Linked DNA regions of Mus musculus: all the other regions are linked to region 3. Evidence: chromatin contacts called from public Hi-C, HiChIP or PLAC-seq and promoter capture Hi-C data. All regions are on one chromosome and are shown on one strand. Each heading gives the region's core, a stretch centred on a gene start, on an enhancer-like site or on the middle of the called end of the contact. The rest is flanking DNA. Distances are from core to core; before and after follow the strand shown.

Region 1 (3,726 bases), core at 6-2,505, 870 kb after region 3:
TAAATATATATATATACAAATAAAATAAATATAAATTTAAAATAAAATATACCATGGGAAGTGATTTTAAGTGTCTTACATAAGCATCCTTATAAACCTTTGCAGTACTTAACTCATTTAACACCCACAGGTAGTAGGTATCAGCTGTCAGTTTCTAGGTTGGGTAATTATTAGAACTCAGAGAAAGGCTGGCATAGTGACACACACCTTTAATCCTGGCTCTCAAGAGGCAGAGGCAAGTGGATCTCCGCGAGTTCAATGACAGCCTAGTCTACACAATGAGTTCCAGGCCAGCCAGAGCTGCAAAGTGAGACCTTGTCTCGAAAAACCGAAAACAAAAGAGTTCAAAGCGGTTAGTAAACAAGCATGCCTATAGTCTGACGCTAGAAGGAAACCGGACCCAAACTTTGCCCAGGCACTCAGACTCCACAGCCCAGCATCGCACACCAAATCACCCTGATGCAAACACTGCCTGGAAACAAGGAACACCGCTATTCACTCGGTAACTGGAGCTGTGAAGAAATGCAGCTGAGACTGGAAAGGAGGCAATCAAGCGGCAGGCTGGTGTTTTTGTAGGAAGTGCAGAGGGGCCTGCGAGAATGGAGCTCCTCTGAGCTGGCAGGGAAGACTGGAGAACAGTGAGATCAAAGACTCCAGCCCAAGATGCCACTTAAAGCTCAGGGCTCGGGCTTCGCTGTCTCCTGAAATCTCTGCTCACATCCCTTACTCTCTCTACTCTGTAAGGCGAGCCATGAGCCACGGTGTATTATCACCTCCTGCCTGCTTTCCAGTCTCCTGTGAGTCCCAGAAGCCTGCTCCGAGCACAGCCCTCATTCTCCATGTCTTCCCTGGGAGTGGGGGGCGCCCAGGGGTCTGCCAGGCCCACACAGGCAATGTCTTTGCACTGAGTCTGGACGCTAGAAAAACGAGTCCTCCCTTTTGTTCTCCTGTATCTCCTTATCCTCACAGCTTTTCCTGTGAAAGGTTCTAATCTATATTTAGACAGTTGGTTTTTTCCCCCCAGAACCATGACATTTAACTTCATCCTCCTTGTTTCTAGATGATTTTCAAATTTCTGTCCAGCCATCAGTGACTGGATTCCCTCTGAGATTTGTCTCAGCTGCTGGATTATTACACCCCCAAAGTCCCCACACTCCCGGCCAAGGCATAGATTAGAAACTGAGCGTGGGAAAGCCAAGCCTAAGGACCGAATGAGTAGTCTGTCTCAGCTAGACCATCCCTTAAGCTAAAAGGAAAACCTGGTTACATCTGACTACAGTAGCATCCAGCTGCTATATGTCCCTCATTCTGGTAGGGACGTGGCAGTGACACACATTCCCAAATCCCAAGCGCAGACGGTTCCAATATGCTCTTCCATGGCTTCCTTGAGCTCACAAATCAATTACATTGTTTTAAAGGGTAGAAAATGGTGTTGGTTTCTTATATTCCCCTGGGCAGTGATCCTGCTATTTAAAAATACTCTTAATCTCTCCCAGAAGAGGGCGCTTGAACGTTATCTTTGCCAAAAGCCCACTTATCTTCTGCTTGCTTTGTGGAACCTCCGTCATCCAGTTAAACTCTAAAGGCATATCTACACATTTCCCCAGCAGGGCATACCACGCCTTCTCACCGGGTTTGAGGGAAGCCAGATGCTGTGGGCTCCGCTCTCCAGACGCCGCGGGTTCCACTCTCCGTTCTGGCGCAAAGGGGGTGTGTGTTAGATCCTTTTTAGTTTGGCTGGAGAATACTTAAATAATAGGAGAGTGATATCAGAAGAGAGGTAGGGGAAGTTAGTTCTCTAATCTTGAGTCTGCTTCGCTATGCAGGATGAATATCTGAATCCAAACGAGATTCCCGAAGCCTTTGTCCGTTATACCTGCGATTTCAGAGGTCTGTCCTCACGTGTGCCCATCTCTCTAGCGCATTCCCTTAGGTCTGGAGTCCAGTGTCCTTTCCTTTCCTCTCAAAGCACTTATAGCAGGAGCACACACTGCGTTCTGTGTGGGTCACGGTGCAGCTTCAAGGCAAAGTCCCTACAGCTGCCACCAGCTCACCAGCCCCCTCCCCTGATCTGTCTTCAAGAAACTTGGGAGAGGCCAGTGACTCAGTCAGCCACCAATTGGACCACCTATGACCTCTATTTCCTTTTCTCTGGCTATAAATACAACTTCCCCTGTGATTGAAGTGGAGGCCAAAAGATGCACAAGACAGTGGGGGGGACCGGGGGGGGGGGGGAGGCTGCATAGGTTCATGTCTGGGACTCCACTAGATATGCCTGGCCTGACAGTAAGCTACTGCAGAGGGACAGGAAAGCCGTGGTTTTCACAGCCACTCCTAAGATTCTCAGAGAGCAGAATGGTGCCTTTGGAACAATGGTAAAGCAGTGGGCACTCCTGGGCAAAGGGGGAGCATTCATTTAGCACTTGTCACAGGTTAAATTGGGGTCATCATTCTGAAATGTTACTGCAAAGCAACTGCCAAGCCAATAACAAATGTTACAACTCTCCTGTTGTTTGATTTTTAATATTTTATTTATTCATTATAAATTCCATATACACATACAGTATATTTTCGTCAAACCCACATCACACTACCTCCTTCCAATTCTTCCAGGAACCCCAGACCCTTCTATTTCCAACTTCATATTGTTGTGTTATCCTCATTGTTGTTGTCATCAGCATCAGCATCACCATCATCACCACCACCACAATCATCACCATCATCAGCATCATCGTCAGCATCAAGACTGGAGAGATAGCTCAGCAGTTAAGAACACTGGCTGCTCTTGCAGAAGTCTCAAGTTCAGTTCCCAGCACCTACAAGCCTCCTGTTACTCCAGTTCCAGGGATCCAATACTCATTTCTGACCTCCACTGGCACCAGGCACTCATGAAATACACAAACATATATGCAGGCAAACATATACACACATATGTAATAAATTTAACAATAATAATTCCTGAGTCTATGTACTGAGCACATAGTATGGATGTAGAGCCATCTACTATGGTATGAGCCATCTACTATGGTAGCCTACCAGTCACCCATCATTTCCCAAAAGGAAAGTGAGACCTCCCCCCTTCACATCCACCCGCAACTATCAATTCTCACTCCATAACCCAGACTGGCCTCACACTCCTGTTTTAGTCTCCTGGATGCTGAGATTACAGGCATGAGCTGCCAGACTCAGGTTATAAATTCACAAGCTTTAACCTTGTCATCCCACCCTAAGGAACTTACCCTGAAGAAATAAAGAGAAGGGGAATACATACATATGTGCACACACACATATCTACATAAATAAATACATACATGTGTGTATGTATACATATATGTATATGCATGTACATATATATGGTGAGACATTCTTTGTAGCATAAATGTTAGCTCTACAAAGTCCCAGATTTTGTTGAAAACTTAAATAAATCCAAAAGATTTATTTGACATTTAATAAGTTTTGATACTATTATGAGAAAAATAGTAACAAATTTAATGCTGACATTTTTTTAACAAAATTTTACTATGTAGCATAGGCTGGCTTTGAATTCAAGTTCTTCCAGCCACAGCCTCTCAAGGCTAAGGCTCAATGTGCCCAGCTGCTGACTCTGTAGATCTTAACGACTCTATTTGAGACTCAAAATTTGACGAGTCTGAACCAATATTTTTTAGAGCTTCATCACATCATACGGAAAGTTATCTTTCCAGCCAGAGAAAAGGAAGAGAGGAT
Region 2 (3,419 bases), core at 759-3,258, 940 kb before region 3:
CTATGCAAATATGGTGTTAGACCAAGCCAGGCAGTCTCTGGATTTTGCTTCTAACGAAAATTCTCCTAGCTTCATCAAGGTTTAACTTAATAGGTGGGTTTTTAGCTCTATCTTAAACAAGGTAGAGATGACAGCAGAGGTCAGAGAGCAAGCCTGGGCGACAAGAATTGTGTGTTCCCGCGCTGCCCTTAGTCTTTTCCAGGCTTGGGTCATATGCACAGAGGGTATGCGACCTTAGTCCTGTCTTCCAGGTTCCTCTGAGCACAGTGCTTTCCCTTCAACCCCAGGGAAGACGCGCTCCCAAGCCTGCCCTGCATCTTTGTTCCCTGTTTTCTCTAACCGAGGTGGCTGTGTAGCCTGCGCTCTGGCCGGACCGGACCGCTCCTACCCTGGCGTGGACGCCCCGCCTGCCTGCGGGATTTCTGACCGCCGCTCCGCCCGAACTGGAGATGCAGCCCTGGCGGCTGGAGACAGTGGTGGCCGCAGAATCCCTGCATGGGATCCCCTGGCCTCCCAGCGTCCCTGGGCCTCCGGGTCTCTCTCCAGCGCCCGCTTGGCTTACAGCATTGGGGGAGCCCTCTTTTTCTCATCGGTCTTTCTGCGATCAGCAACCAGCCACTTTTCCCAGGACTCCTAACTTCTTAACGCCTTGTCTCCCCGAAACCGAAGCCTGGAACACGCTCCCGCCGCCCTCCCCGGGCCTCCACCCTGTGTCCCCAGCGCACACTCCCCGGAGCACGCGCCCTCACTCACTGTCCTGCTGAGGGGTGTCGCTGCCACTGGTCAGTCCCGGTGACTCCAGCAGGCTCCGGCCCGCCTCGCCCACACTTTCGTCTGCTTGTGCCGCCACCATGTCCCCGGCCTCCTCCAGGTCTAGCAGGTGACTGACGGAGAAGTTCTTTTTCGCCTGCAGGGTGTCGAGGTTGCCCGGGCTGTCCAAGCGGCCGCCCAGCGCCGGTTGCCGCTCCAGAACGTGCCCGTAGCTGGAGGTCATGGTCTCCCCTCCAATCCCACCCACCCCCCTCTTCCCGCTCGAATCAACACCAAACGCTGTGGGCGTGAGGGGGGAGAGGAGCCGAGTGGGGAAGAAAGAGGGGGGAGTGGAGAGAGAGAGAGAGAGAGAGAGAGAGAGAGAGAGAGAGAGAGAAACAGAGGGTGGGACCCCTTCTGAAGTGTAGAACTTTCGGGACAAGTAACTTTCCCTGCAGCCTCGGTTACTTCGCTAAAGCCAAGTCCAGCGCGGTCCAGAGAGATAATCCACACCAAAAAGTTCAAAAATAAAAACAAAACAAACAACCTATGCTTAGATCAAAAAGAAAAAAAATATCCCTTTCAACTCTTAAAAAGCGTCCACTCGCAGACACTAAAAATAATAATAAGGGGGAGCGAGGAAAGGGGAGGCCAGCGGGGCGGGGGAGTTAGGCAAACAGAAGAGAGAAGAAGGGGTGGAGAGAAGAATCAAAGTGGCTTTAAAAAAATTAGAGAAAGAGGTTAAAAAAAGTTATTCCCCCGGCAAGAGTTCAAGCGCCAACAGAAGAAGGCTTGTTCCAGCTTTAAAATGTCTTCAAGAAAGCGCGTTCCCCCTCTCTGCACTCCTGTGGATTCTCGGGAGTGACTAGAATTTCAGGAGAGTGATGTCTTGCAGATGTATTAGAGAGCAGGATTCTCACTTTACTCTTCGTAAGGAGGAAAAAAAAATAAGAAATAAAGAAGCGGGGCTTCAAGAGTCTGCAGAAGGGTGGCGGTCCCCCTTCCCTCCGCTCTCTCCCCCTTCTCCGTGCGGAGCTCCTTTTCCCTTCTCAGTTGGATCAAGAAGCTCTCTGGCACTTCAAAAGGCACAGGCTGGCATGGAGAGGAGGCTTTGTAGGGAATACAAGAAAATTGGAGACCCCTGGGAGGGCAGATCTCCACTTAATAGGAGCCTGTAATTACGTGGCAAAGCCTTTGTGCGGCGCCTGACGTTTTACAGACCCCCTTTCTCCATCACAATCTCCTACCTCCTTTTCCTCGGACCGAAAAAACAGTCTGATTAAGAAAACCCCTTTGCCAACATCAGAGCCAGAGAGAAAGGGAGAGGGAGGGAGCAAGAGAGGAGGAGGGAGGGAGGAAGGAGGGAGGGAGGGAAAAGGGAGGGAAGCTAAGGAGAGAGCCCCTTTGGATTTTTAAAATAAAGGTCTAATTATCATTCCCTTGCAGTAGTATCACAGAGAGAAAAGTGCCCGAAACCCGCAGTCACTTTAAAACGGGGCTGATTATTTTGTTTCAGCATTAACTCCTCCGGATTTGTTTGAGATCCTCTTGGAATATCTCATTTGCATGTTTTGATAACAGCTGAGGGCAAACTTGTTAGGAAAAGAAAAAAGAAAAAGGAACAGGGAAAAGATGCACATCTATAACAGTCAAATCTGCGGCTGCACCGCCCCCCAGTAACTTTTCCTGCAGCTTTGTTTTGGCGGAGAGCGCAGGGAGAGTCTGAGACTGAACGGCAAAAAAGAGCAAGCCTATTAAAGCTCGTTTGGCTCTGTAGAGACAGCCTATTAAATAATGTAATAAAATAACAAGAGCGATAATAACGGGAGGCTCTCTACGATCTAAAGACGGCTTGGGCAGATCCAGAAGTCTTCAGCTTCGAATGGATTCGAGACTTTCGCTGCCACCAGAAATCCCCAGGCTTCAGACAGTAGAAAATTTACATATTCATTAAACCAGAAGAAAGTCCGTCCTGATAATTCCCCTACCTTTGCCAATGTTCTAATTTCTTGCTCGTAGCCGAGGCTGCCCCAGATCAGAGCAGACAGGAACACTGGGGCTGAAGAAGTTGGGGGGAGCAGGAGGAGCTGGGGGTGGGGTGGGCTCTGTGCTAATCTGTATCCAGTTCGGTGAGGCCCTGGCAAACACAGAGACTGAGGAAGGTCGAAGTCTATGACCAGGCTTGACAGAGGGCAGAGCGGTGCTGGACGGTGTTTTCATGACCTGTTGGAATCTGGTAACAGCTTTAATAGTCTCATTAGGAATGAGTTACTATATGGCCAGTAAGTAAAATAGTATGTGCTTATTTGTGGCGTTTTATGTTCTTTAAACACACACATACATACGTTTCCCCTCGCTCCCCTGATTGCTAGATTTCCCCTTCTCCTGTAGCTATGAGATTGAATTGAAAAGAAGGAAGGGTCCCAGTGTGTATAAATGGTTTCTGTGCTCCAAACGGCCATAGTTAGCCCAGAACTTCCAGCCCTGATCTGGGAAAAGAACATTTGATGCCATCAAAGGGCTGTAGATTGAAACCAGATGTGCGCGCCTCGGTTCTTTCCATGCATTTAATTAAGGAGCCAGGATGGAGGAGACTTTTTCATCATTAGTCCACCCGCCGCCCCCTCCTTTTTCCACCCCTCGCCTCGCTCCAGCCACTCGTGCCGTGC
Region 3 (3,901 bases), core at 738-3,237:
GAAACTTCAATATTCGATCTATAACAAGGTGATGTATAGATTCCATAGGGTTTCAAGCCTCAACAAAAGACTAGAAAGTTGATTTTAAAAGATAGACATCTCAATGCAAAGCCCTTATCAGCTTGTTGGTTCATTTGTTTTTCTTCCCTTTTCTCTACTAAAATACATGTCCGTGCAAGGCAGCCAGGAGAACTAACTGCTCCAGCTCTATCTCTATAGTTGTGAAGAGAAACTGATATGATGGTGGAAATTTAGGTGACTACACATTTAATAGACCAAACATCCTCAAGCTTTTTGGTCTCGGAGCTCTTGTCATCGAGGAGACGTTTGATTTTGGTGACTTAGAACGGTTGATATTATCAATTTAGTAAATTGAACCGAGAAAATTTGAAATATAGCACACAGGCACACTCTCTTTTAGCTTACAAACTGATATCATCACAGGTTATATAGCCTCTGGAGGCTAAAAGGAATAAAGTCTTCCTAGCCAGCCCTTCAAAAGACTCTGAAAGATGTCAACACCACACCTTGCATTTTGGCAAATTGCTCCACGCACACATTTTGTGTATTCACTCGTGCAGCTCGATTCTGCTGATATTGGGACAGAGTCAGTCTGTGAGTCCAGCAAAAAGTCATGCAGAGGGCGATGAAAGAAAGCGCTGGGGATTCCTGCCACGGTTTGCCCTTGAAAAACTTCTGACAACAACCTGCCCTCTTATTGCCTCGTTTTTCTGTTTTAGTGAAGTGTTTTAGTGAAGGATCGCTCAATGGGAACCCAGGAGGTTCGCACAGTGAGCCCTTTCAGTCCTGCCTGCCAGCCCTCAGGTGTCTAGTTGGTCCTTCTCCTTGGAGACGCAGTGACCCAGGCAGAAATGAAAGAATGAAAATTCAGATCGCCCTCACTAACAACAGCAGTCTGAGAGGTGAATCTCAAGACTGGGAGTCGCTGTGACCAGAGGTGCTGGAGAGCCAGCAGCGCATGGTCTGAGCCAGATTTTGTAGCCAAGAGTAGGAAAGGGGGAGTGCAGGCTCCCTTGGAGAAAGACGGGGTGATTAGCCTGTCTGGATGGACCGAGAAGACAGAAACCTCCCAGTGTAGGGTGGGGGTTAGCTGCTTTTACTTTTGAACCCTGTGGGTATTTCGTGAGCGGCACACTTCCTGAAACCTTGAGCCCATTTTAGGGCCTAGGTTTTTAGGGCGATTTCCTTTCCATAGGATATATTAGTTAATTGTTCTTTGTATCCTGCCAACAAAAAGTGACGAAATAAAGCAAAAGCCTCTTGCTGATTAACTCGGTCATCCTCGTTTTCTTTCTGTCTATAGTAAAAGGCCCCAAATCTCAGTTCTCAGGTCCAGCTTGTGTCTTTCTACCACATTTAAAGACAATGTTAAAAAAAAAAAAAGCAAACTAAATCAAACCCAGCAACAACAACAAAAAGCTCTTGGAGCCCAGGGATTGCATTCTCCCGCCTCAAGGTTAAAGGTTTGCAAGCCTGTGTCATCATGTGTCCCGGGCAGAGGACCAACATCAGTAGGTTGGCAGATAAGACTGAGCAGACTCGCTGCGATGAAGCACACATCCGGGGATCCCGCTCTAGGGAGCCTTCCGGACGTGTGATCGGAAAATGCCTGGTGACCGATCCGACCAGGGAGGGTGTGTAGGGTCCTCGCCACAGAGTCCAGACATGGCCCCTAAAAGTCCGATGTCCCAGAACCCCTCACGTCAGAGCCCGGGCGCGCAGCCCCAAGCGGCCTTTCTGTCTTTTGAGCCACTGGCCAATAGGGAAGCAGGGAGGTTGGCTCCGGCCGGGAGGCATTGGCGAGGAGGAGGTTCCCGGGGGCGTGGCTAGTGATCGTCTGCTGTGGGTGGGCGTGGCGTGGGGCGTGGCCAGGCGGAGGCGGGCCAGACCGGGAGGCGGACCTAGGGAAAGGGCGTTCTGCGGTCGGGGCGGGGCGTGGGGGCGGGGCCAGGCGGGGTGGCGGGCCAGACCCGGAGGCGGACTTAGGGAAAGGGCGTTCGGCTAGCGAGCTGTGGCCGCCGGCGGGCGGTGGGGACTCCAAGCACCTTGACCCTGGCGCGAGGCGGCGTCGCGCACGCTTACAGGTGCCCGCGCGGGCTCGCGGCTCGGGCGCCCTCCCGTTGGCCGAGAAGGAGGAGGGGGCCGTGTCGGCGTCCAGCCCCTCGCGCCCAGGATGGACGTGCCAGCCAGGGTGTCCAGACGAGCGGCGGCGGCGGCGGCCAGGATGCTTCTGCGTACTGCCCGCGTCCCTCGCGAGTGCTGGTTCCTGCCGACCGCGCTGCTCTGCGCCTACGGCTTCTTCGCAAACCTCCGGCCGTCGGAGCCGTTCCTCACGCCCTACCTTCTGGGACCCGACAAGAACTTGACCGAGAGACAGGTAGGCAGGAGCGGCAGGCGGGGAGGCCGAGCATGTCAGATGTTTGTGGAGGGTCTGGCGGCGGAGTCCCGGAGCGGGCTACGCAGATATCTGTTCGGATTTCTGCTCGCTTGGAAAAGTGGCCTTACTCTTTGCGTTTCTAGCACGTTCCGTGCGAGACTAAGCAAGATGGGCCGCAGCCCACGTGCATGTGTGTTTCAGGCCGTATGTGGATAACCCGGTTCTGCCCGGACAAGTCCTGTGGGAGCTGCTGGGGACCGGGGACAGTGCGTGGATAAAGAAAACAGTAAACTCGACTTTCAGTAGAATATGTACATATGAGTGTTTGTATGTATATATGGATGGATGTTATTTGGCTTTGTTTTTGTGAGAGGGTCCCCCTTTCCTTCCCCTCCTTGACTTTGTTTACCCCTGACAAGATAGATACGCGCTATTACAGAAGGACAATACAGGACAGTAGTACGCCATCCGAATATGGGTGCTTGATTAGGTAAGACTGTGTCCAAAGATTTACTGCACCCTCTGAAGTCCGTCTCTGGGATGAAAACAGACGGTGTCATATAATTGGTACTTAGCTTTTCTCGGATGGTGAAGTGTTGCTTCACCTACAGGTTTTATCCTCCGTACAGGTGTTTTTGAGGGCTGTGATGCACATGGGCCATGACCAAGAACTCCTGCGCAGACATTTATTCAAGATACAAACTTGTACGCACAGCACCACAGAAGTGCATAGTATACTTCAGAAATGTGCCTAACTCCTGTGATTAAAGCTCATTATCCCGGCACTTGGTTTTGTCAGAGGAGCTTGTAGATGGAGATTGCTGCTCCAGGACCCTTTCCTTGAGTATCCAAAAGAGTGAAAGCTCAGGTCCGATGTCTTTTCCCTACTGTCAGATGAGTGGATGCTGAATAATTGCCACCTTCTTCCTATACCCGGTTTCCTTCCTTACCGCGCTGCTTCCCTGCCCAGGTGGCTGTAGAATATGACTCCCATTTAAGCCTCCCTGTCATTTCCTGTCAGTCATCACTTCTGAGGAGCAACTAACTCAATAACTTGGCATGCCAGGTCAGAGCAAGAGGTGACACTACCAGACCCATTTCAGACTGGCAGGATATAATTACTCAGAGTCCAGTTTGTTGTGCCTTTATTCAAGGTCACCTGGGAAAGAATTGAGAGTCAGTGTGGAATCCCGGATCCACTGACATTTAGCAAGTACAGCTGACTTCTGCCGTAATGTTACACCCTGCTCCCTAGTCTTATGGATCATGTCACAGTTATTCATTATCCATGTGTATTTTGGTGCTGGTTAAAGCCAACAGTAGAAAGATAAAGCCTTCTGATTTAGAATGGTTTTTCCAAGAAGAAAATTGCTCTGTGGTTATAAGAAAGTGCGATCTTGGAGACCCAGGACAACCACTGAACCTGAGGTATAGACCCTGAGGCAGACATGACTCAGCATGTGAGCAGAGTAAGCAAGTTTGCATGCAAACTGCTGTGCGATC
Region 4 (3,436 bases), core at 457-2,956, 740 kb after region 3:
ATGGGTGGTATCAAACCCTAGGCAGGCGATGCTAGGCTGTATAAGAAAGGTACCTGAGCATAAGACTAAGCAGTGCTTTTCCATGGTTCCTGCTTCAGGTCTATGACCTGGATGTAGAAGCCAAAATAAAAACTTTTCTGTCCTAAATTCCTTTTGGTCAGGTTTTTGTCACAGCAACAGAAAGGAAACTGGAATAGTATTTTTAAAAAATGAACAAACAAACAAACAAAACCAGGATGTGGTAGCATGCACCATTAATCCCAACACTGGGAAGGCAGAGGCAGGAAGATCACCAGGGCTGATTGACTCATCAGGCTAACTGAGTCAGAGATATTGAGGAAAACACTCAACATCACCTCTGGCCTCCACACATTCAAGTACACACATGCGCATACACACTGAACATGTACACACACATACACACTAAGAAAGAAAGAGGTAAAAGGAACCTCACTAGAAAACTCATTCACATCTTTAAGCCATGTCTAGAGTCCTGAACTTTACCTATATGGATGTCACTACAGGAAGCAAGCCAGTTTCCTTGAAATGACTGGAAGCTTCTCTATGGATGATAGGCAAGTAGTCAGACACACAGACGGGCAGACAAGATGGTGAAATCTAGGTAAAAAGACTTCTAAAAAATGTTCTGATCATGAGTAGAGATTCTCCTACCTACAAAAAGGCCACTGAAGTTGGACACTTATGCCTCCATTGTTCTGCTCTTCCCCAGAGTTCAACTAATGAGGCATCATCACCTTGAAGCTCACATTCAATGTCCGCAAAGCTTGAGTACCTATCATAGAATGGGCATCCCAATCACAAGGCTGCCAATTTCATACTCAGCATCCCTGGGCTCCTCCCCCAGGAAGAGGAACCCTCGATAGCCATGGAGAACAGTAGTCATGGTCATAGAGTCACATGCAGCTACTGAGAGACAGTTGACAGTTAACAATGACAGTGATGACAGGAAGTTACTCTTACTGTTGGGGATCCATCCTGGGGCATTGGAAAGAAATAGAAATGAGAGGTCAGAGGTCAGGATTGGGGCTCTGCAGCATCACTATACGCCCATGTGACTTATACAAGTCAATTAGCCACCCTAAGTATCACCTACAAAATGAGGATAAAACTCTTATTTCCCACTGTTGTTTAAAATTTACCTGATCTTAACTCACTGGTTTCTGGGAAAGAGCCTTATAAACTCTTAGACTTGCCTTAAGGTCAAGTTTTCCCAGTAGGCCCCTGAACCACACCCAAGCCCTTGCTGAAAAGATGACTCAAGAAGGGGGTGTTGGCACCAGGGAGGCCAGCCATGTGATTAACTTTGAACTACTGTTATCATTTTGAACTTATGACCTCTAGAATAAAATTCAGCTATGCAGCCAATGAGTCAATGAGCTGTGCTGATCTAGTGAAACCTTAGTAAAAATCTGTACTGGCTGGGTTTGTGTGCCAAGTTGACACAAGCTGGAGTTATCACAGAGGAAGGAGCCTCCCTTGAGGAAATGCCTCCATGAGATCCAGCTGTAAGGCATTTTCTCAATTAGTGATAAAGGGTGGAAGGGTCCATTGTGGGTGGTGCCATCCCTGGGCTGTTAGTCCTGGGTTCTATAAGAAAGCAAGCTGAGCAAGCCAGGGGAAGCAAGCCAGTAACCACATTCCCCCATGGCCTATGCATCAGCTCCTGCCTCCAGGATCCTGCCCTGCATGAGTTCCTGTCCTGTTCCTGTCCTGAATTCCAATGTGGAAGTGTAAGCTGAATAAACCCTTTCCTCCCCAACTTGCTTCTTGGTCATGATGTTTGTGCAGGAATACAAACCTTAAGACATCACTTTCTAGATGCTTTCATCTCTAAGTCCTATAGATGGATTAATTCCCCAGATTGGTAATTCTATTAGTACCCAGGCAGTGTACATGAAATGAAAGGGTTCATAACACCCTGTAGGCAAAATCGGACTGGTGAGCAACTTAGAGTGATCCAATGTATAATCTAATGTGTGCATTGTGTGTGAGCCTTCTAGGTCTTGTTGAAAAGATTGCAATCACTGCTCGGCTCCCTCATTTTAGAGATGCAAAGACCTAGAGTGATGTACCTAATCTCAGGGAAACAGTGTGGGTCAGTGTGAGGGGCAGCACACTACAAAGCTCTAACTCTAACTCAGCCCTTCCCATGGATGCTTTCTCTCACTTCAAGCAACAATTTTGAATTCAAGTGAATAAGGGGTTAAAGGCCTGCCTTTCGGGCTGAACGGAATGTGCCGACTTCTCCTGAAACAACAATACATAGGACAACAGCACAAGATGATAAAGGAGAGGGTGGGGCTGGAGTGCATTGTTCTTGGAGAGAGAACCCGTGGAAAGCCGGCTCACCAGAACTCAGCCCACCATACTGGCCCCACTGCCGCCAGCCAGCAGCAGAGTTGAATGATGTCTGCAAAGAGATCCAATGTCTGCTCAGTGTCAGCTAAAAATAGCAACAGGACTGTCACACACACACACACACACACACAAACACACACACACACACTGAGCCACAGCCCCCTGAAACAGCTAGATTGTGTGACAGGTGAAGTCAAACACTGCATTCCTCTGTGGCCAAGGAGAAGCTGAGCCTGTACAGTTAGCTAAATATCCACATCACCCAAACTTTCTCTCTCTCCCTCCCCCTCCCCCTCTCCCTCTCCTCTCCTCTCCTCTCTCCCTGTTTGTCCCTGGCTGGCTGTTTATCTGCTTCTGTGCCTCTCTCTGTCTCTCTGTCTCTCTCTCTCTGTCTCTCTGTCTGTGTGTGTGTGTGTGTGTGTGTGTGTTTCCCCCCCTCTCTCCCTCCTTCCCTCTTTTCCTCACTCCTCCTTTCCCTTCCCCTCTCTGTCTTCCTCTCCCTCCTCCTCTCCCCCTCCATCTCTGCTGTGCTGAACCTCAAACCCAAGCCAGGCAGCTCTTTGCTATGAACTAAAACCCCAGCCCTTCCTTCCATTACCTCTAGGCTGCACCTCTACTGCACTTTCCCCTACATTTTCTTGGTTTTTCAACAACACCTAAATTCATTAATCCTGTAGCACTGGAAACTCTGGAAGACCCTTTGACTTGAAGAGGACACCTAGGGAGCAAGGAGCCAGGAGTTTACCTTCCTTCCTCCTTCACCAACACAAGAGACTCCTCAGGCAAAAAGGCAAACCCACTCTGGTCGCAGTGAGATATTGACCTGGTAATGGCTGGGTTTTATTATCTATTAGCATCACATGACTCTTAAGGTCCCTAAATAACAGGTCAGTGCGTAATTTCATGAAAATAAGGGAAAGGATCCACTCTTACAACCGTGTTCAGTGCAGCCTCAGGACAGAGTCACTAAGTGGCCCACCCTGATTTGGGAGAAGCAGTTTACTGGCCTGTGGTGAATGCTACAAGCCAGTAGGGCCTGGGAAGCCTTCTTCTAAAG
Region 5 (3,591 bases), core at 1,085-3,584, 880 kb after region 3:
TTCTACCCACGTCTGAAGTCTCCCTTGATTGCTTATAGCCTGGGATGACTTAGTTTCATCTATGAGCTTGATTGAGATTTGGGGGAGAGTTGGTTCAAAAGTAAGGAACAAGAAAACCAAAACTGAGAAGTTAACAGTAAAATCAATCCTGGACTGGTACGAAAGATTAATTTGGTGGTGGTGGTGGTGGTGGTGTTTTATCAAAGTGGCCACAATAGTTCCCATAGTGTGTGATTTTGTATTAACCACAACTTACCTTACCTACTGTCCATCCAAGGGTAGCACCCATGTTCCTCCTTCCCCATTGGATCTGGGTGAGCTACTTCCAAAGCTGGGGATAAGAAGCAAGAAGCCTTTTCCTGTTTGACATCCAGCTCACTGTTTAGTCCTTGTCCACGTCTTGGGACAGGTTTAGGACAGCAAAGTTTATAAGGCAGGGTTCCTCTTGACACCCATGTGGTTGCTGGCTCGCACACGGGACCAAACAACCATGGACAGCTCCTCTAAAACCAGGAGCCCAAATCAATCTTTTCTCCTTTCTACTGGGTCTTTGGTGACAGCATGAAAAGCTAAGACCTCATGCAATCATACTGCTGCCATCCCTCCAGGAAAGCTCTCTCCAAGCAAGAGGCCCTAAAGCCAACAAAGGAGTGTCATCCAGAGTGTATGAAGAAAAAATTTGGGGGCCTAGAAAAATGAGAAACTTTTCAGAAAAGAGAGAGCTCTGATCATAATAAAACTAAAACAAAATACTCACTCTCAGGTAATGTGAAAATTAAAACAACTGAATAAAACCTTACATAATTCAAAATTGGAAAAAATTAAGAGCCATGTTACGTCATGGACCCAAAATTAGTTACTACTGGGGTTGTGACCAGGTGCAATCAATTTAGGAAACATTGTAACAACAGGTATAGGGGTTAAGGGGCACACACTGAAGGCCGGCTTCTACCCTGAAGTCTCCAGCCTGTGGACACTCACAGGCATTCGCAGCAGACAGCGCAAGGATATTCGCTTCCAGCAGCCATTTGTAACAGAAAACAAGTGGAGCTCAACTCTTTCCAGATGGGTAAAGATAAATATGCTAAGGTTTATCCACAGAACGGAAAGCTTCCTAAAGAAGAATTCTAAAATAATTAAAATTGTGAGGAACAAACACCCTGTCCCACTCCTAACAATTAGCAAAGGAGACTCCAAGTAGTAAGAGCAACCTTGCAAGGTCAGGTGCCATCCACGGTGATCAGTCACATGAATGTGGTGAGCTCAGGAGGGGACAACCTTTCACGTCATCTGCCACTTATATGTATGTGGGTGTATTTTGGCTCTTTATGACCTGTTTAGTTTAAATCTGTTTAAGAGTGTTAAAACACTGCACAGGACATGGGACAAGTTGGGCTGCTGAGATTTTTTTTTTACTATGATTAAATATTAGCTTATTAGGTGAGGGCAGCTAGAGTCCTTAGCAAGGAACAATGTTTTATGCTCAATGTATTTGGACCTAGGCTGACTTAAGCCATTCTTATTTTGAAAATTGACACTCATTTTTTATTTTTTATTTTTTTACAAAATGATAGTTATATTGAGGTCTATAAACATGTATGCTATTTTAAAGTATCCGTTGAAGGAGCTGGAGACATGGCTTAGTACTTAGAAGGTCCTCACATAGAGGACCAGAGTTTGGCTGCCAGCATCTGTATCCAGTATCTCACAACCACCTGTAACTCCAGCTCCAGAGAATATGATGCCCTCTTCTGGCATCCATGGGCATCTCCCTACATCTACAACCCACACATGACAACTTCACATATATGCACCATTGAATTGATTTTTTAAAAAATTAAAGAGGAGGAAGAGAGGAGGAGAGAACTGGAAATGACCAAAGATTTTTGTCATCCTTCCAAAATAATGAGTTCTCCTTTCATAGCTTCATTGATGTTGGACATACACAAACACACAGAAACACACACACACACACACACACACACACACACACACACAAGCTTGCCTACTTTCTGGGCCAGAAGCAAAGGACTTCCTTGTCAGCCTAGGCAGCTCATAGCCCATATTCTCATTAGTTCTCCTGCCTTCAAAATCCCATAAGGGTGTTGCAGAGCGTACCAGGTAAATGCTATATCCGCAGTGGGTTTATGTCACAGCTGAGGGGCCTCTTAATCACGCACGCATGTGCATGGGTGCACTCGTGTATAGTGTGTGTGTGTGTGTGTGTGTGTGTGTGTGTGTGTGTATGCGCGCCCGTGTGTGTCAACGTTCAGCATAAAGCCCAGCACCCTTTTGGAAGGCCAGGCCTTACTGGATAAGCTCCAGTGCTGTAACTTGCATGACTCAGCAAATCTAAATTTTGATCCGTTATGCGACATCTCATCCTTTGTGGGTCATGCTGTAAGCCTGGGGTTTTACAGCTTGACAAAAAGACATTCTTAAGGACACAGGTAAATGTTCCTAGGGCTCAGGGTGCAAACAAGGGTTTGGGGGTGCTTCCAATAAAACTGAGATAAACATACAGGGTTGACTGCAATACAACAGCTGCAGTGGCTGAGTCTGTCTCCTTCCAAAAACAAGTGTGTTGAGCAATAGCCCCACCTACAGACGGCTTCTGGAACTGCAGCAGTAAGAACATGGCTTCTGGTAGCTTTCTACTCCTTTTCCTCTCCTCTACTTTTCTGGTTTGTTTTCTTTTGGTTTTCCAGACAGGGTTTCTCTGTGTAGCCCTGACTCCTAGAACTCGCTCTGTAAACCAGGCTGGCCTCGAACTCACAGAAATCCTCCTGCCTCTGCCTCCTGTGTGCTGGGACTAAAGGTGTGCTCCACCACCTCTAGAAAGACAAGTATTATCTTGTTCACCACCACCCTGGAGGCTGGCTCACCAAACAGTGACCTCACGTGGCACTGGCCTCCCCATCCAAAGTCTCATCAGGACAAATGCAAAGCTTTTCTCCCACTTAAACCCTTTAAAGTTCTTAAAGCGCTCTGAATGTTTTGCCGGCAATACAGTTTTTGCTAAGTGACAAGAGTACATTTTTATAATCTATCCCAAGATCAATCACCTCTTTTCTACTTATAATTAATATTTGCAAGCTTCACTAAGCAGGCTCTGAGATCACATTTCCATTAATAATCTAAATTATAAAGAATTCAAATCCCATAGTCTACGGTTCCAGGAAATTCAGTTTTTTACCAGAACCTGCCCCAAAGGGATTCTAGGAGACAGTTTTTTCCTGCCATGTAAGTCCTTCCTGGAACCAGCCATCTGCCACCAGGTCCCTTATATCTGCAACCCCTGAGGCTCTGCTCAGACGGCCATCTCTCTGCTTCCTCTAACAAGTGTATTCCCAGGAGCCGGCCCTTTGCTTTATTAGAGTATCCCTAGAGACCCGAGTTGACATGGTGAGAAGCTAAGGGAAGTACCTCCAGAGTCATGTGACCGCCCCTGCTTGGGTCCCCTCCCAATACAGCAATGACACCGAGTTGTGTGCAGGGATGTGTAACTGTCATCAGAGACCTGAGTCTAGCTTCCTAGTAGCTGTATGGCTTCAGGAAGCCCAGCTTTCTGAATCTCCCTCCTCATCTGTA
Region 6 (3,613 bases), core at 1,059-3,558, 970 kb after region 3:
TAAATTAAGGAATGTCGAGACAGGTGCAAACACTCTTCCCCAGGGAACAGCATAATTTAGTTATCTAACTTCAAATGGTCAGCCCTGAAAACATACATGCAAGTAACATTATACAGTGTGGGCAGGTTGTACTTATATATTTAGAAGCTAGACAGTCATGCATATATGAATTTGAAAAGAGCAGGGAGGAGCATATGACAGGCTGAGAGGACGGAAGGGAAGACTAAATGATGTGATTATCTTGAAGTAAGATGTTGGCTGTGGTGATATTAGCCACCTTTCTCTTGTGCTCTGAAGAGGAGGCAGTCTCTGTCCTTTTTCTCCTTGGAGCTTCCCATTCTTTGAGATTCAGTTTGTTTTGTAATCCCACTTTCAGTTGTTCAAGGCATGGTAATTTTTTTGACTGCCTGGCTTTTTCCCTGGTTATGGTAATGACAATCTCAAGGCCTGCGACAGCTTCTTCAAAAGCAGAGAGGAATACCAAAGTCGCTCCTCCCATCTTTCTCAAGTTGTTATTTCTGCCATCACATCTGACACCACGTGTAGATGCTTCTGCATTCTCTGGCGGACCTTAACCCCACAAAAAGTTGTCTCGGTCACCATAGGAGATTTGGTTCACATTCACATAAATACCAAAATAAAAAATAAGCCATCAGATCCTCTCATACACTATAAATTACCCTGTATTTCACTCATAATACCTAATACAAGGCAAATAGCTAAAACTGACAGTCAGGGAATGACAACAGAAAGTCTGTGCGTGGTCATAATCGCTGGGATGTTTTCAACTGTTTGATGAGGAGCCGGATGACTCCACATACACAGCACTCGCCGTATAAAGGACCAACCACATTCTATCGCTTCATTATGTAATCCCTTATACCACATCAGAGAACACGGTACTCAGAACTGAAGGGGATGCTATGCATGACATGTACCCATGTGTTCTGACTACTTAAAAGTGCCCTCAGGAGTGTAAGGAGCAGAGGGAGAAGAGAGACAGGCGCTTAAAGGCGAACAAACTAGGGGATCGCGTTCATACCTAGCAGTTTCCATTTGTAATCTGCGTGGGAAATGTGTCTGCAATACTGAACGGGTTCAGAACAAAATAAATGAGAACGATACATCCTAATCCAATCTTCAAGTAAGTCTAAGAAAAGCTGAAATAAACAGCAAACTATGAATACATAATTCCTTATTATTTATTCTCCTCTTACAAAAGACACTTGGACAAATAAATATAAAATGGCATATGTCATATTTAGAAATGGCCAAGGACACACCTGGGTACTCCTCACAGGGATACACTAATACAATCTTCAGATGCACACTCCTCCTCCCCACCGCCCACCTCTTTAATTTTTTTTAAAAAGTCAATTATTTTATTTTAATTCTCCACAATTTTTAACAATGAATTATCAAAATAAGTAATCTAACACTACTCAGAGACAAAGACATTTAAATGAAAAGATTTAAAAAATACTTGTGTGTACAAACACACACAATATGTTGCCCAGAAACTCCAACTAATGACTAATACAAGATTAATTTTGTAGGTGACATGTCACAACTCTCCGTAAGTGCGAACAAACACCAGAAAGCCCACAGCCAAGAGCCAGAGTAGCACATCAGCATGCAGTCAGCATCCTATGGCGGCCGGCAGGTCCCAGGCATCGGGGCTCAGTGACAGCCTTACAGTCAGCCTCCTCACAGTGAAGACGATGCTTCAGGCCGGATGCAGACCATGTCCCCTCATGAGACCCACACACATCACTGCTGACGTAAGCTCCAGAGCACATCTCTCTCTGGAGCAGGAACTTGAAAACAGACAGGATAAACAGGAGTTGTGTGGAACCTGCCTGCAGCAATCTTTTATTTTCCTTTAAGGCTACAGAAAATCTGCGCATAAGCAAGGAAATTAATTCTCATAATAAAAATACCCCTACAAATAGCCAAGGTTTCCAGTCAGGTTCCACATGGAGAGAGTCTGCTGTACCACATTTTATTCTGAGGGCGTACTTTGTGAGTCCACTGGGTTAGGATCAATTCTTTCTGGAAATACGAGCTTCTCACAAACTGCTTCCTTAATTGGTAAATATTGTGATATTTCATTAGGTTCCGTGAAGAGGGAAGGTGGAACATGCTAGGAAAAACATAAAATCGTATTAGTATATTCTCAGTTATGGCTCACACGATTTCTGAAACCTTCTAGTGTAAGAGTTCACAAAGCATGCTAATTTCAGCCCTGGGGACACTCCACGTAAGGAGGAGCATTGAGTGCTCCCCCAGATAACAGCTGCTTCCTGTTACTCAATCGTTCAACTGTGTGGCTGATCTTCAAGGAACTTGGTGTCATAACTGACAGTGCTACTGTAAGTGCTAAAAGAATCCCACACATTTTGATCAAATCCCTCCCTAGTACCCGTTACTTGAGTAACTTGAAAGTTCAATCTTTAGTTAGAGTCCAGTACACATTCTACGACAGTTACTAACTATTCTAATCCAAGCATACACTATATTCAGACAGAGTAAGTACTATGGTTTAAAAAAAAAATACTTATTTTGTAGACATGTACTAAGCCAGTTCATCACAAAACCCAAGTGCCACGGAAGGACTTCACAAATTCCAGGGGAGCAAAAAATACAGGAAAATTATGTCAGAATAATTACAGATGCTGGTACAGAGGCACCAGTTTTTGGAAGAAAAAGGGATGTGTAAGAACATATACATACAAGTGACATCACAGAGGAAGTAGGATGCATCTATATGTTTACAATGATGGAAGAAAGAGACAGTGAATTTGAAAGACTAAGGAGATACAGGACATGGGAGGCCTTGGAGGGGAAAGAGAAAATTTATGGAACTCTAGTATAATCTCAAAACATGAATAAATTATTAAACATTCTAGAGGGTCAGGTGCTAAGTCAGAGGAACATCCATGGCACCAGCTGCAGCGATGGGACTCAGGTCACACCCCTGCCTCTCAGCTTCTTCAGAATGAACAGGACTCAGATGGATGGCAGCGAAGATCTCCAGGTGCCCTGGTGCTGGAGACAAACCCAGGAGAGACCCACCCTGCAGAGCCCAGGAGGAGCACATCTTCTTTGGAAGGGGTGGAAGGACGTGGTTCCCACGCCTGGAACAGGGCAGAGGCCTCCATGATGTCATGGCTGCTGTGGCCTAGGGCTTGTTTGTATAATTTAAGTATTTTCATGTTCCTCCTTTGAGGAATGTCCTCCCTGTTAACATTAATGACTCCATCAGTCCAGGAGGCGAAAGTGTAGCTAATGTCTCAGTAAAATGGTAAACCCTGGGACCTTCAGGACAGCCCTTAAGGCTGTAAAAAAACTCTGAAAACATGAGCTCAAAAATATATAATTTCTCAACTATGTAAAATATAAGGAACTATACAAGGTGTTTCACTAATCTAAAGGAACAAAAGCAGCTGTGCTGTGAGCCAACTGGTCAGGAAGATACTACGGAAGGAGATACAGAGAGTTAGGGAGTGGTGATTGACGGAGATCCTACCCAGCTAAGTTTTTTTGTATGCTTAAAAAGGCAGACAGATCCCTGGGTTTGAGGTCAGCCTGTGACTGAGGGAATTTAGATCCA
Region 7 (3,667 bases), core at 435-2,934, 840 kb after region 3:
CCTGTGACAGAAGATGGAGCCACATACTGAACTTTCACCTGGCTCCCATAGTCACAGCTATGGGAATTTCAAACCCTGTCTCTTACAGTGTGTGTGTGTGTGTGTGTGTGTGTGTGTGTGTGTGTTCATATGCATGAGTTCTTGTGTATGTGCATATGGAGACCAGAGGTGGGGACATCAGGCTCTTTCTCAATCACTCTGCACTTGGTGTTTTGAGACAGTCATTCACTGAACCTGAAACATGGCCATTTAGCTAGCCTAGTTAGCCAGAGAGTCCCAGAGATTCTGTCTCCCTAACACTGGGGTCACAGGCACACTGCAGGCTCCAGCTTTTACATGGATGCTGGGATCAGAACTCAGGTCTTATCCTTGCATAGCAAGTGCTTTACCAACTGAGCCATCTCCTCAGCCACTGCTAAATGAGTTTTAAAGGGCATCAGTGAACCAAAAAAAGGCACATGCCTGGGGATAGTTTGTTTGGGCTTTGGGTATGGTCTCTTCCAGTTTCCATTGCAAACTGATCTTCCTTCTTGGGGAGACTGTTGGGGTCAAGGGTGCACACCTACTATACTGCTAAGAGGACAGATGAAAGGCAAGCCCTTCACCTCTCCTGGAACATGGGGTCAGGGAGACAGACTCTGTAACTGTTTTAGTTCAAAGACCTAGGCATTTCAAAGCACTGGACTCTGAGATAGTCTTTTTGGAGCCTTCTAAAGGGGTCAGATCCAGGCCTGCTGTATGCCCATGAGAAGGCCGTGCACTCCTGAGAGCCCGCACAGGGTCACATTAGGATCAAGGGAAAACCCTCTGTCATTTTCTCTGCCAACGGAAAACACTATTTTTTCCTAATTTGTTTAAAGCCTTAGTGTATGCTAATATCTGCAACAGACCAGGTACATTTTAAGAATTGTTCCAAATGGGGAAAAAAAATAGCTTCCATGAGTTTGAGTACCTATCATGTGCTAAGCACACTGCATGCATCGGGTCAGTATTTCCTTAAAGTTCTGTGGAGCGGACTTCAAATTTTGAAAAGCCCCTCAAGTTCGGACATGGCAGTTAGCTGGGCCAAGATCTCACAGCCAGAAGGATGCGGAGCTTCCTATCCATGTGGTGGGACAGTCTGTGGTGCCAATGCATGCCTCTCATGTATAAAAATCATAAACTCGACCTTTTCTGCATCTAGAGACTAGGGAGTGCACACTCATTTAAGGGGAATAGATGAGAAGCCCTATGATGTGAGGATGAATTTCCGGGGTCTCCACTGCACTGGCTTCTCATGATTTTCAGCTCTGTAATAGTTCCAGAGCAATTGGCTCTAGAGCAGGACTCCAGGATAATACACAACATGGCTCAACAGGAAACTTCCTGAGAAACGGTGGAAATGAAGAACTCTGTTAGAAGATGAACCCACGCTTCCCTTTTTCATTAACTGATTCTATGAAGGAAATCTGGTCCCCTACATGTCCTTCAGGTCCTTCCAGCATCATCCACCCTCCCCCGCCCCCGGCTGTCTTCACCCACACACGCCTAGTACCGGGTAGTAACGCCTTTGATTACCATGCTTTTTATGGGATAGTGAGATTCATTTTTAGCTCTTCCTCATTAAAGGAGAGAGCCTTGAAATCAGCACATACACTCACCGCCCCGGATCAGGTGAAGTTACCAGGGCAACGGCAGCCGCCTCTGACGTCACTGAGGGAGGACACCTCCGCAAGGAAGCTGCTGCCTTCACCAACACAGCCCCCACCCCGCCCCTGCTCAGCTCCTCCCCTGGCTTTCAGGTTTTTTGATTCCCTGAGTTGCTGAGCTCCCTGTGAGCGGTCTTCCCACCCCCACCCTTCTCACCCAAAGGCGGAAGAGAGGGCGCAGTCTTTATTACACTTACCTTGGAGTCCTGGCCACCCTCTGGCCAAAATCATCTGCGACCTCTTAAGAGGGAAGTGAGGAAGGAGTCCTGAATGTCTCTGTGCCCATTTATCTGCGACTTTGCTTTGGGATTCCAAGAAAGAGGAAAGGAAGGGACACTAAGGGATAGCTTATGCTCACCCCCAAAGCACCAATGGGCAAATTTAACCAAAGATAAATGAAATCCTCTTCTCGCCCATTCCCACCTTATGCTTAACATAATGTCTAAACACAGTCTTGCTCCAGTCACATGCCACAAAACAGACACCTCAGTCACCAATGAGCAAAATATAACCGGTGGCTCCTAATGACATTGTAGCCATGTTAACGCCAGTGCTCTTGGTTTTCCACACAACTACAAAGCAACCTAAGAATGTGTTTCTCATAAGAACCTCCCCCCTTGTCCAATGTCGCATGACAAGAACACACACAAGGTATTTATTGGGAAAGACAGAGGGCAGCTGCCTCTGCCTCGGTGAGAAACATCAGGGAACCGAGTGAGAGGCAGGCTTTTTTTTTGGGCGGGGGGGGGGGGGGGGTTGTCCCAGGGACGGGTAGGTTTTCAAACCCGGAAGTGAGTTGGATTTTCTTTTAAAAAAAAAAAAAAAGTAATACTGACGTGGTTCTCTTCTCAGACCCTGTGGAAGACGAGAAAAACAAGAGATTTAGGTTCCAAAAGTAGCTTAATGGGTGTTCCTATCTATCATATGAACCAGTTTTAGAGGAGGCGATCTCTCAGCTAAACCCATTACCTACATTCCATCTCTAGAAAGTAGGAAGAGAACCACAATCTCCCAGAGACCTAAGGACCTAGCCCTAGAAGTCTACAGCACCTACAAATAGCACCACCCCAGGTACCATGCCTTTAATGCGTGGACCTTTAAGGGAAAGGACCCATATTCAAACCACAGTTCCTAGCACCTACCCCCATATGGCTGGTCTCTACAAAAGGACTCAGAACTGAGTGGTTCCTTTACAGACCAGAATGAGGCTATCTCTGTCCTTTCTCCCCCCTTCTCTTTCCTATGATGGCAGAAGTGAAAGCAGGAGTTTTAGGTTCCTGTGTCACTGTGTTGAACGTGGTCCTTCACTGTTTTGTGAACCAAACTAAACATCATTTGTGCTGGGGAGCTGGAATGTCACTTCTCTGTTATAGCAGGGGGCATTAACCCAGACAGCCTTATAGCCAACAAGGATAGGCCAATGAGACTATGTATGCCATTGAGGACTTTGGGTTCTTAAGGACAGCACACCTGGGTCCAAATCTGAACACAAAACTTGCTCAAACTAGAGCAAAATAATAAGACACAGTAAAGCGTGTCAGGCCAGGCGTGGTGGCACATGCCTTTAATCCCAGCACTTGGGATCTCTGAGTTCAAGGCCAGCCTGGTCTACAGAGCGAGTTCCAGGACAGCCAGGGCTACACAGAGAAACCCTGTCACAACTGGGATTGGATGGAGAGGTGGCCTAGTGGTTAAGAGCATGTACTGCTCTTGTGGATAGCCTGAGCTTGGTTCCCAGCACACATGCTGGGCAGCTCCCAACTACCTGGAACTACAACTCCAGGGGGTTGCACACCCTCTTCTGGACTCCATAGGTATCTGCACTCAAACATTCACATACCTACACAGACAATTACACGCATAATTTAAAATAAAATGCATCTTAAAAGAAATGTACTAGTGGTGTTGGTGCTGTCTTTCCTCCAGACGACCACAGCAGGTTGGTATGAGGAAAGCAGGTTACACTTCAGCTTCTCCCT

Evidence for each region. Promoter capture Hi-C pulls out the DNA fragments that hold promoters and counts their contacts. A called contact is a pair of places that touch in the nucleus more often than the background predicts. HiChIP or PLAC-seq counts read pairs in DNA pulled down with a chosen protein or histone mark.
Region 1: a contact with region 3 is called in a Hi-C map of muscle stem cells, with 2.9 times the contacts expected there. The contact joins the enhancer-like site here to the promoter of Slc19a2 in region 3. A contact is called at or near these places in 6 of 39 promoter capture datasets (the 3T3-L1 cell line, cranial neural crest, embryonic stem cells and 3 more), 1 of 15 datasets of contacts at CTCF or cohesin (large pre-B cells), 1 of 484 Hi-C or Micro-C datasets (muscle stem cells), 9 of 115 datasets of contacts at active chromatin or transcription factors (the NIH/3T3 cell line, bone marrow-derived macrophages, embryonic forebrain and 6 more) and 1 of 9 other capture datasets (embryonic stem cells).
Region 2: a contact with region 3 is called in an H3K27ac HiChIP or PLAC-seq map of embryonic stem cells, with 8 times the contacts expected there. The contact joins the promoter of Prrx1 here to the promoter of Slc19a2 in region 3. A contact is called at or near these places in 1 of 39 promoter capture datasets (embryonic stem cells) and 3 of 115 datasets of contacts at active chromatin or transcription factors (astrocytes, embryonic stem cells and pancreatic cancer cells).
Region 4: a contact with region 3 is called in a FOXA1 HiChIP or PLAC-seq map of pancreatic cancer cells. The contact joins the enhancer-like site here to the promoter of Slc19a2 in region 3. A contact is called at or near these places in 1 of 39 promoter capture datasets (embryonic stem cells), 3 of 115 datasets of contacts at active chromatin or transcription factors (bone marrow-derived macrophages, extraembryonic endoderm stem cells and pancreatic cancer cells) and 1 of 9 other capture datasets (embryonic stem cells).
Region 5: a promoter capture Hi-C map of embryonic stem cells shows a contact between it and region 3, with 5 times the contacts expected there. The contact joins the enhancer-like site here to the promoter of Slc19a2 in region 3. A contact is called at or near these places in 5 of 39 promoter capture datasets (the 3T3-L1 cell line, cranial neural crest, embryonic stem cells and 2 more), 1 of 15 datasets of contacts at CTCF or cohesin (large pre-B cells), 8 of 115 datasets of contacts at active chromatin or transcription factors (the NIH/3T3 cell line, astrocytes, bone marrow-derived macrophages and 5 more) and 1 of 9 other capture datasets (embryonic stem cells).
Region 6: an H3K27ac HiChIP or PLAC-seq map of microglia shows a contact between it and region 3, with 6 times the contacts expected there. The contact joins the enhancer-like site here to the promoter of Slc19a2 in region 3. A contact is called at or near these places in 4 of 39 promoter capture datasets (the C10 cell line, the HPC-7 cell line, embryonic stem cells and 1 more), 2 of 484 Hi-C or Micro-C datasets (bone marrow-derived macrophages and forebrain), 4 of 115 datasets of contacts at active chromatin or transcription factors (bone marrow-derived macrophages, large pre-B cells, microglia and 1 more) and 1 of 9 other capture datasets (macrophages).
Region 7: a contact with region 3 is called in a promoter capture Hi-C map of embryonic stem cells, with 4 times the contacts expected there. The contact joins the promoter of 4930568G15Rik here to the promoter of Slc19a2 in region 3. A contact is called at or near these places in 2 of 39 promoter capture datasets (embryonic stem cells and pre-B cells) and 5 of 115 datasets of contacts at active chromatin or transcription factors (astrocytes, embryonic stem cells, extraembryonic endoderm stem cells and 2 more).

The regions. Positions count from the first base shown.
Region 1 is chr1:165,113,411-165,117,136 of GRCm38.p6, forward strand. No RefSeq gene overlaps it. Among named protein-coding and RNA genes, the nearest start is that of 4930568G15Rik, 23 kb to the left of the region's middle. Within about 2 kb of position 1,256, at least 49 of the 459 cell types and tissues checked have an H3K27ac peak or open chromatin away from gene starts, as enhancers often do. A contact at or near this core is called in extraembryonic endoderm stem cells and muscle stem cells, where this site is marked.
Region 2 is chr1:163,311,642-163,315,060 of GRCm38.p6, forward strand. It overlaps Prrx1 (paired related homeobox 1), which reads right to left and starts at 2,009. Exons shown (of 4, transcript NM_011127.2): 1 at 754-2,009. The coding sequence starts at 994.
Region 3 is chr1:164,247,059-164,250,959 of GRCm38.p6, forward strand. Slc19a2 (solute carrier family 19 (thiamine transporter), member 2) reads left to right here and starts at 1,988. Exons shown (of 6, transcript NM_054087.3): 1 at 1,988-2,398. The coding sequence starts at 2,195.
Region 4 is chr1:164,992,020-164,995,455 of GRCm38.p6, forward strand. No RefSeq gene overlaps it. Among named protein-coding and RNA genes, the nearest start is that of 1700029M03Rik, 33 kb to the left of the region's middle. Within about 2 kb of position 1,707, at least 54 of the 459 cell types and tissues checked have an H3K27ac peak or open chromatin away from gene starts, as enhancers often do. A contact at or near this core is called in extraembryonic endoderm stem cells and pancreatic cancer cells, where this site is marked.
Region 5 is chr1:165,130,082-165,133,672 of GRCm38.p6, forward strand. No RefSeq gene overlaps it. Among named protein-coding and RNA genes, the nearest start is that of Tbx19, 29 kb to the right of the region's middle. Within about 2 kb of position 2,335, at least 62 of the 459 cell types and tissues checked have an H3K27ac peak or open chromatin away from gene starts, as enhancers often do. A contact at or near this core is called in bone marrow-derived macrophages, embryonic stem cells, pre-B cells and 1 more, where this site is marked.
Region 6 is chr1:165,213,738-165,217,350 of GRCm38.p6, forward strand. Tiprl (TIP41, TOR signalling pathway regulator-like (S. cerevisiae)) reads right to left here. Exons shown (of 7, transcript NM_145513.4): 7 at 1-2,143. The coding sequence ends at 2,003. Among named protein-coding and RNA genes, the nearest start is that of Sft2d2, 21 kb to the left of the region's middle. Within about 2 kb of position 2,309, at least 44 of the 459 cell types and tissues checked have an H3K27ac peak or open chromatin away from gene starts, as enhancers often do. A contact at or near this core is called in bone marrow-derived macrophages and microglia, where this site is marked.
Region 7 is chr1:165,090,246-165,093,912 of GRCm38.p6, forward strand. 4930568G15Rik (RIKEN cDNA 4930568G15 gene) reads right to left here and starts at 1,685. Exons shown (of 5, transcript NR_040480.1): 1 at 1,641-1,685.